Linked DNA regions of Zea mays: all the other regions are linked to region 2. Evidence: chromatin contacts called from public Hi-C data. All regions are on one chromosome and are shown on one strand. Each heading gives the region's core, a stretch centred on a gene start, on an enhancer-like site or on the middle of the called end of the contact. The rest is flanking DNA. Distances are from core to core; before and after follow the strand shown. Region 1 holds the start of LOC103638029 (carotenoid 9,10(9',10')-cleavage dioxygenase 1). Region 2 holds the start of LOC100274005. Region 3 holds the start of LOC100285906 (beta-1,3-galactosyltransferase 6).

Region 1 (2,700 bases), core at 1-2,500, 770 kb after region 2:
CAGGAGACGGTGGCACCTAAACAGAGACGACGACACTGCTTAATCATTGGTGTGCCTTTCTTAACAAGTACTCCTTCCCTTCTTTTTTTTATTTGTCGTGGTTTAGTTTAAAAATGAGCTAGCGGACGACGAGAACCGAGGTAGTAACTTATTATGCTTTTGTTAATCTAAATTAATACAACACCGTACCACACCTTGCAACACGCAAAGATCCAATCCAAGCTACGAGTTGCTCAAACCTAGCTTGAAGGTATCACATTGCTAAACTGTAAAACGATACCTTGACGGAGTTTGGCTGGGTGAAGGGCGGTGCATGGTCTGGAGCCCCGCCGTGGCTGCGGATGAGCCTGCTGCTCCTGCATCTGCTGCTGCTGGTGGTCGGTTTCAGGCCAGCTCTGAACATGGCGTCGTAGCCGCAGCACGCAGGGAGGGATAACAATGGCATGTCACTCTGGTGGTGGTGGTGCTTCTGGTCGGTTTCAGGCCATCTGCTGCTGCTGCTGCTTCTGCTGTAATAAAAGGCGCCAGCCGTGCCGTGACAAGACAAACATGGCTTATGCCTTCTCGCGGCCCGGCCGCGGAGGGGAATAACGCGACCTCATTGGCCGGTCGGCCTGGGGAGGACCATAGTGGGCGTCGCCGACGCACATGGAAATAAGACACACACACACACACACACATATATATATATATATATATATATATATATATATATATATATATAGGTGCTTGTGCTTCAACTAGGACCGGTAACGGATCGTGATCCAAATGTTTTTTACAATTTATTAAGGTCCTAAATTATGTTTAGTTTAAAAATAAATAGATATATAGAGTGTCTGATCCTAATTTAATCTAATCCTTACATTTTTAAAGTAAAATTTAGAGCTCATTGTCATATTAGCTCCAACTCAACACACCATGCAACTAGAGTTTGGTTTAACCACATGGATGGCGAGGACATGGCCAATGGAACGCATACAGCCCTTCCAATGGATCGTCGTCGTCTTTGGCATGATAGGCACACCAGTGAGAGAAAGCGAGGACGGAATATATATATCCTCCTGCTCTGCTAGTGATTAGAGCTAGTTTGGCATCGAGTCGTCGGCAGGACTGGAACTGGAATGCGCGCTGCGGTTGGCATGGGTTCCATTGCATGCATGCGTTTGTTGGCAGCGATGGGGCCGGCCCGCCGCTGTGGAAGCTAGCTGCCGCCGGTGCATGCTGGACAACCGACCGATCGGCCGGTGAAAGTGCAATGAAACCCGGGGGGGGGGGGGGGGGGGGGGGTGGGTAATATAGTGGCTGTGCCGTTCGCGTCATTTCTTCCTACGGTTTTGTTCTGTCACTGCACAAGGCACTCAATTAAGCGATGACGAGCTTAGCAATAAGCATGCAACTAGGGTTTGGTTTTAACCACGTGGATTGCGAGGCGCGTGGCCAATGGCACATTCGTCCCCGTTTAGGGCTGATTTGGTGGACATAGATCATGAGAGGATCCATGGTGAGAAATCTTTTTGCTATTTAATTTTGAATAGTAAGAGAATTTTTCCCCATTGATCTCCTGATTGATCTCCTGATTGATCTATATCCACTAAATCAGCCCTTATGTTATGTGTTCTCATGTTCTTTATGTACTGTGACGAGCGATATAGGCCGGTACACCAGTGACAAGTCGATGACGGAATATACTCATCCTGCTCTTCTAGTGTTGGTCTGGATGCCCTTTTGGCTTTGCAGCCACGGGGGCTTTAGGGTCTGGACTCTGGAGCTTCATTCCAAGAATTTCATGTTTATTGTAGCTTCTTGTATCCAAACAAGTCAAGTCAATCTTCAGGAGCTCTAGTTTTTTTTTTTAAAAAAAGTTGAAACTGAAGGCTAGTTTCACGAAATTTTCCAAACCAGATACAAAATGGTGCTTCAAAAACACTATTTTTATACTTCGTCGTGAAGTGATCCCTACCTGCTTTCTTTCCTCTCCCCGGTAGCAAATTGGCGGCACCGGGTCCTCTACAAGCCGCCGGCGCTGCAGGGATGTCCCAGGCCGCCTCCTTCGCGCGGCCCGCTTGGCCACGCAGCCGCCACCGATACATCGGTGCTGGGCCGGGGCGCCGACGCCGCTAGGCGTGAGGAACTCGCCGCCTTTAGTGAAGAACACGTACTGAAAGCGTGCAGGTTGCTCCAAAACCTCGCAAGGTTCTGATTTGAAGTTTATTCGGTTCTTCATAGAAGTTCTGTCCACACTGGGAGTGGTCGAATCTCTCCAGTCCAGATGATCATAGGTTTCTTGCATATACAGTTGATATATGTGGGGTCGAATTATTTTCCCTTGAATGAAAGATCTTTCTTGCATATACAGTTGATATATGTGGGGTTCAATTACTTTCCCTTAAATGAAAGATCTGCTGGCTGAGCATGCCATCTTTAGTTCACTAGACAAGGGAATAGTTCGTTTAAAATTGGTGTGGCGACAGTGAAAGTTTAAGGTATGTTTGGTTTGATGACTAAGTTGTCATACTTTGTTTAACTTTTCTGTCTAAATTTGGTTCTTCAATTTAGACGACTAATTTTAAGTAAAGTGTGGCATAATTAGCCGCGAATCAAACAGGCCTTTACTTTTACACTATCCGTACAAACTAGAAAGTATGATATAAACTGAAAGTTTTTTTACACTATCTTTATTCGAGTTGGTGCCTGATAAGA
Region 2 (2,700 bases), core at 135-2,634:
CTTGACGCACCAAGCGCCACAGACAAGCAGCAGTGCACCTGGCAGGAACAGAGCGTCCAGAAAACCCTTCATGGTCAGTGCCCTATCCGCAACCATGTGAACGACCGAGGAACAAGCGACGAACGCGGCGTACGCGGCCAGCAGAGCCGACCACGCGCGCGCAGACATTGGCCCGAGGAGACGTGCTCCTCCGACGCCGCTGAGAGCGAAGCCGGCGAGGACCAAGCAGAGTCCCTGGGACAGTGCCGTCACCCACCAGTGTGGGAGGTAAGCGGAAGCGTGCTGAGTGAAGTTGCTCCCCAGCATCCACGACGCGAGGCCGAGGTAGACGAGGCCCAAGCAGGCGGTGAACGCCGCGCCGGCCAGCTGCAGCGGCAGGCCGGGCGCGACAGGGGGGCGGCGTGCGGACGCTCTGGTCTTCGTAGTAATCCTGACGACGAGGAGGTGCAGCGCGAGAGCGACGGTGATCAGAGCGGCGGTGCCGGTTTCCAGGATATGGTTCGTGCAGCTGGAGGAGTCGAGTATGTCCGTCCATCCGCCGCATGAGGCGACGGCTTGCTTGGAGCAGAATGGGCTCCCGAAGATGTCCATCGTCCAAGAACCTGGCCAACATAAGAGTTAGTTTTATCGCGTCGTTTTCAATGCTACCACGTCATTAAGAGTGAGATAAAATAAAGATCAAGACATGCACTCTCGATACAAAGTTTCACTGCACGAATCATAGGTTACTATGTCAATTTGATGATACATCTAAATGATGAATAGAGAGGACAGTACTTGTGAAGAAGTAAGACGTGTGTCTCAGTTTTGCTGCGCTTCGATGATTCGTGCTTCAACTCCAGGCCCTTCTGTAACCATGAACAGGGGGAATCTTTTCAGAGCAAAGAACATTCGAATAGAGCTCATACATACGCGCGAAGAAACTTTAATCGATCTGGGGAACATGCGCGACTGGTACACGGCACGAAACTCAATTTGAGGACACACAGCTGATCATGAAGAAACTAATACTGTTGCGTTAAACACATCCACGGCTGGCGCTGAAGAAAACCCAACCAAAACCCCCGCAGAAAACTCCCTGGAGAGGAGAGAGCAGCACGCCCCCGCCCCGGCCGCGAGGAGGAAGAAGGCAGAAAGAAGCGAATAAAAACCAGCGCGGCGGCGGCGGCGGCGGCGGCAGGGAGTGGTCACTGAACCTTCCCAGCGCGCGGCGTTTATCCCATCAAGCAAAGCGCGGCAACGCTCGGCTCCGCGTGGCCGTCGTCTAACAGTCTGCTGGCTGGCTGCGGTTGGTCTGCAGACGCCTCTCCGGAGAGCTAGAGCTAGAGCTAGTAGCTAAAGGCGCGTGCGGATGCGGACGCCGCATCCGTCATTGCTCACGTCGCCGCGCGCGCTACGCTAGCTAGGGAGGGGACGCATCTATATCTAAATGGTACAAAAACTACACCCGAATCTTTTTGTACCGTATAGCTAGAGAACGACTGCATGCTAGCTTAGGTGCGAATAATGCACAAGCCAATCTTTTTGGACCTTTAGATAAAAGATACTCCACAGCAGCAGTAGATGCAACAACCCTAATTTACCAGTGTTTAATAAATAGTATGGATTCGGATCGGATGGATTCATCAGAAGTCTCGTTCTCTCACGCCTGCATCTAGACTTGTGCACAACCGTCCCACGTGTAAAAAAAACAGAGGGAGAGCGAGCGAGAGAGAGAGAGAGAGAGAGAGAGAGAGAGTTTGTTGATGGGGTGTACGATTGGCTTGGCGGGCGGTGGCGTGGCCGGCGAGAGACGACACCGAAACGGGACGGGGCAGGCAGCGGCGCGACCGACGACGTCGGGTCGGGAGGAGAAGGAAGGCCAAGCGCGGGCTGCTGCTGGGCGCGCGCGCGCGCGGAGAATGCTTAATTGAGAGGCCTCCGTCCTCCGATATCTATATATATAGCCCGATGATGAACGAACGACGGCAGATTAGCGCCTCCCCTCGGCGATCGGCGCCCACGAACGCACCGTCGTCGTCACGTGCTCGCCGCGGGGGCGGGGCGGGCTAACCGGACGGTCAAAGCCCTACAGTACGCAGGTCGACCGACCATGGGCGCATGGGGTTAGCTGGCTGCTGCAACTGCAACGCGTGCGCCGCCGCTGCAACCGACACAGAGTACCGCCGGAGCGGCCGTCAGTTTTTGGAGCACCATCTGTCCTGTAGCCTGTAGGTGCCATGAAATGAACCACTCGCAAATGTCCTTCTATCCAATATATATAATATTTATTTATACTTAAAGCTTCAAATTAACGCATTACAAAATATATATATATATATATATATATATATATTAACTAAGTTTCTCCCTCTATATGGCACGTGCATCCATGTCAACAAGAATTCATCCTCTATAATTCGTCCAGCCGTAACGATACTCCTCGTATACCCCACCATCCATATAAAATGTAATTCGTTCAGCCGTAACGAGAGAGACCCGCATGTAACTGCATTCACAACTATATTTATATAAGGGTTATTTTACAAACTTAAATTTTACGAGGAATTTCTATTTTACTAATGAAAATTAACGAATTTCTCTTGCATTTAGATAGGCCCTACTCTCTGATTCTCTGAAGCAGCAGGACAGGAGCTGGTGCGTCCCTGGTCCCGCTGTTCGGCCGTTCCAGCCCCAGGGGGGGAGGGGCCGGCGTCGCTG
Region 3 (2,700 bases), core at 8-2,507, 650 kb before region 2:
GGCATTTCAGAAACGGCAACGACTGCTATGCAAGCAGTCATTCTGTGCAAGCGTGAAAGCAAACCATCTGATCCATTAGATCGTGATCCAACCGTAACTCACATTTAACACTTAAACCCTTCCACTACTAGCTCAATAATCTTTATAAAAAACCCCATAACAAACCATGGTTGTATCTGTGGTTGGATCGTAATCTAATGGATTAGATGGTTTGCTTGCACGCTTGCACAGAAGCACTGCTTTCATAGCAGTCGTTGCCTTCAGAAACGCAGTTATAGAGAAAACCAGATAGAAGTCTGCTACAATATAGTGATGTCTAATTTGAAAAATGTTTTATCCACATTGACCAATACAGTAATTCATTTAGAGGTAGATCATCGGTATTTGTTATTTTGGAGATGCGATCTCTGAAAACAAGTTGGCAGAACATTGAGTGAATCACAGTTACATCTAGATATAAGAAATATCAAACCAACTCCCATATTAAGTTTGCAACCAGTCTCACCATATATTATACTACTGCTATGAGAGCAGCAGGCTAGAAGCAACGAAATACATCGACAGTCCGAACTCTAAAAGTCCAGCTAGATCTCGACCGGCAGAAGCGAAAACGAACTAACAAGCCGTGATACCAGCGACTGACCGAAGTAGACCCTGGCGATCCGCGGGTAGCCATGTCCGGCGCAGCGCGCGGCGGCGGCCGATGGAGCCGAACCCGGTGAAGATCCCGACGAAGGCCATGACCTTGTGGCGGCCGCGCGATCCAGTGGCGAGCGAGGCCGGGAGCTCCGCGGAGCCCCCTGCGGAGCCATCCCCTGGGCTGCGGTCCCACGCGACTGAGACGGAGAGCGGGCGCGAGGAATCGGGGCAGCGGCTGTGAGTGACGGACGGGGAGCGCGAGAGGGCGAGCGCGGCGGCGACGAAGCCGGCGAGGCCGAAGAGGAGGCAGGCCGCGGAGAAGACCGGCGTCGAGAGCAGCCGGCGCAGCGACCCGGAGCGGCGCGAGGCGGAGGAGGCGAAGAAGACCTTGGGCGATCCCGGCATGGCGGCGGGCGGGCGGGCCGGCCGTCCGGCCGGTCCTCCCTGCGCGCGATGCCGGCACGACGGGGAGGGAGGATCGGATGGAGCTCGAGGAGGGACCGAAGTGGCCTGAGGCGAGCCCACGGCCGTTTGGATTTGGAAGCCGAGCCAGAGGTGGGGGCCCGCCGATTGGTGCAGAATTTCTCTTGGTTCTTGGAGCCTCGTGGGTATGACAAAGAATAAGTAAAACCAGCTGCATATCACTTGTCAAATTCATATCTAGAAAAAATATGTCAGCTAAAAAATTCATACCTATAATAAATATAAAATTTTGTCAAACTCATGTATATGCCGGTTTTAGATATCCAACAAGTTTTTCATAGCCACTAACATCAACATAAAAATAATTTATCAAATAAATGACAGTCAATATATTAATAACACGGAATAAAAGAAACAGATATTACTAATTTTAGCTTAAACATTGTTACATAGAGTTTATTTCCAAGTATAACATATTCAGTTAATAATATTATAAGACATATTTATAAGACATTGATTTTAAAGCGTGTTTTAAAAACACATGGATTTGCGGGTATGGATATTGAAAGAACAAACTTATACACACGTCTCCATTGGGTTCCATCTGAACCCAACCCATGGATAGAAAATTGTCTCAAACCCATACTCTAAGGGTTAGTTTAGAAATCATATTATTTAAGGGATTCACATTTTACCAAGAAATGTTAGTTTATTTATCTTGAAAAAAATAGAAATTTCTTTAAAAATAGAGTTTCTAAACTAGCTTAGGCCCTGTTCGGCTGCCTGGGATGTATTCCAGGCCGGAAACGGTTCCAGACTAGGAAACAATGGTCCATTCATTCCAGCCTAGGAACAAAACCAGCTGGAATGATTTGCAAATGTAGTTCAGTTTCATTGGATGAGTTTCTGAATAATATCTATCCTCTCACCCAAAAGCAAAATCCAGAATCAAGAGCAAAAACCACCATACCATACTTGAGCTGCACAAAATGAGATTAGGCTGATGCACCAGTGAACAACATAGCACAGACCTCGGTCATCTTTGACTTAACCACACAACTGATTGTGCTACTAGTCTACTACAGCGAGGAGTACTGTTTCTAATAATTAGAAGCACTCTGAAGAAGGGGTATGCCTAGGGGAGTTGAGCACTAGGAGAGGTAACGCCACCCACATACATATGCATGCACCCTGCACAACTGCTGCTTCAGTGGCAGTAGAAAACTGAGGTAGCCAGCCGCCCAGCTCGGAGGCATGGCGATGGCTGTGCCTGTGCCTGCCAAGAGTGGCGTGCCCCACGGCCATGGACCACAGCTCGCCAGCACAGGATTTGGGATGGCCGGACGGAGATTTGTCGGGATCATGTACGACGCGCGTGACTCTCACCTGCGTCCGGAAAGCTTGGTCAAATAAATGGCGGCGGCCACCACTGGCTAACCTGCCCGACTGCCTTGACCGACGAGAACGAGGAACGCGTGGGGAGTGGTGTAGAGGGTCGCCGTTCGGGCTGCATTGCCACTTTGCGCCGCCGCCTATTCGCCTTGTCCACCGCTAGCTTTGCGCGTCTCACTGTGTCGCTGCCAAGATCCAATCCAGAGGATACGAGACCAGGTTTCGTACCGGGCCGTGAACAACAGA

What was found. A called contact is a pair of places that touch in the nucleus more often than the background predicts.
Region 1: a Hi-C map of tassel shows a contact between it and region 2, with 2.0 times the contacts expected there. The contact joins the promoter of LOC103638029 here to the promoter of LOC100274005 in region 2. A contact is called at or near these places in 2 of 25 Hi-C or Micro-C datasets (leaf and tassel).
Region 3: a contact with region 2 is called in a Hi-C map of tassel, with 3 times the contacts expected there. The contact joins the promoter of LOC100285906 here to the promoter of LOC100274005 in region 2. A contact is called at or near these places in 3 of 25 Hi-C or Micro-C datasets (ear, root tip and tassel).

The regions. Positions count from the first base shown.
Region 1 is chr9:18,647,959-18,650,658 of Zm-B73-REFERENCE-NAM-5.0, reverse strand. It overlaps LOC103638029 (carotenoid 9,10(9',10')-cleavage dioxygenase 1), which reads right to left and starts at 1,250. Exons shown (of 13, transcript XM_008661038.2): 1 at 281-1,250; 2 at 1-16. The coding sequence starts at 445. All of the region lies in intron 4 of LOC100284095, which reads left to right.
Region 2 is chr9:19,418,194-19,420,893 of Zm-B73-REFERENCE-NAM-5.0, reverse strand. It overlaps LOC100274005, which reads right to left and starts at 1,384. Exons shown (of 13, transcript NM_001148390.1): 1 at 1,197-1,384; 2 at 778-848; 3 at 1-602. The coding sequence starts at 591.
Region 3 is chr9:20,070,251-20,072,950 of Zm-B73-REFERENCE-NAM-5.0, reverse strand. LOC100285906 (beta-1,3-galactosyltransferase 6) reads right to left here and starts at 1,257. Exons shown (of 7, transcript NM_001158795.2): 1 at 644-1,257. The coding sequence starts at 1,044.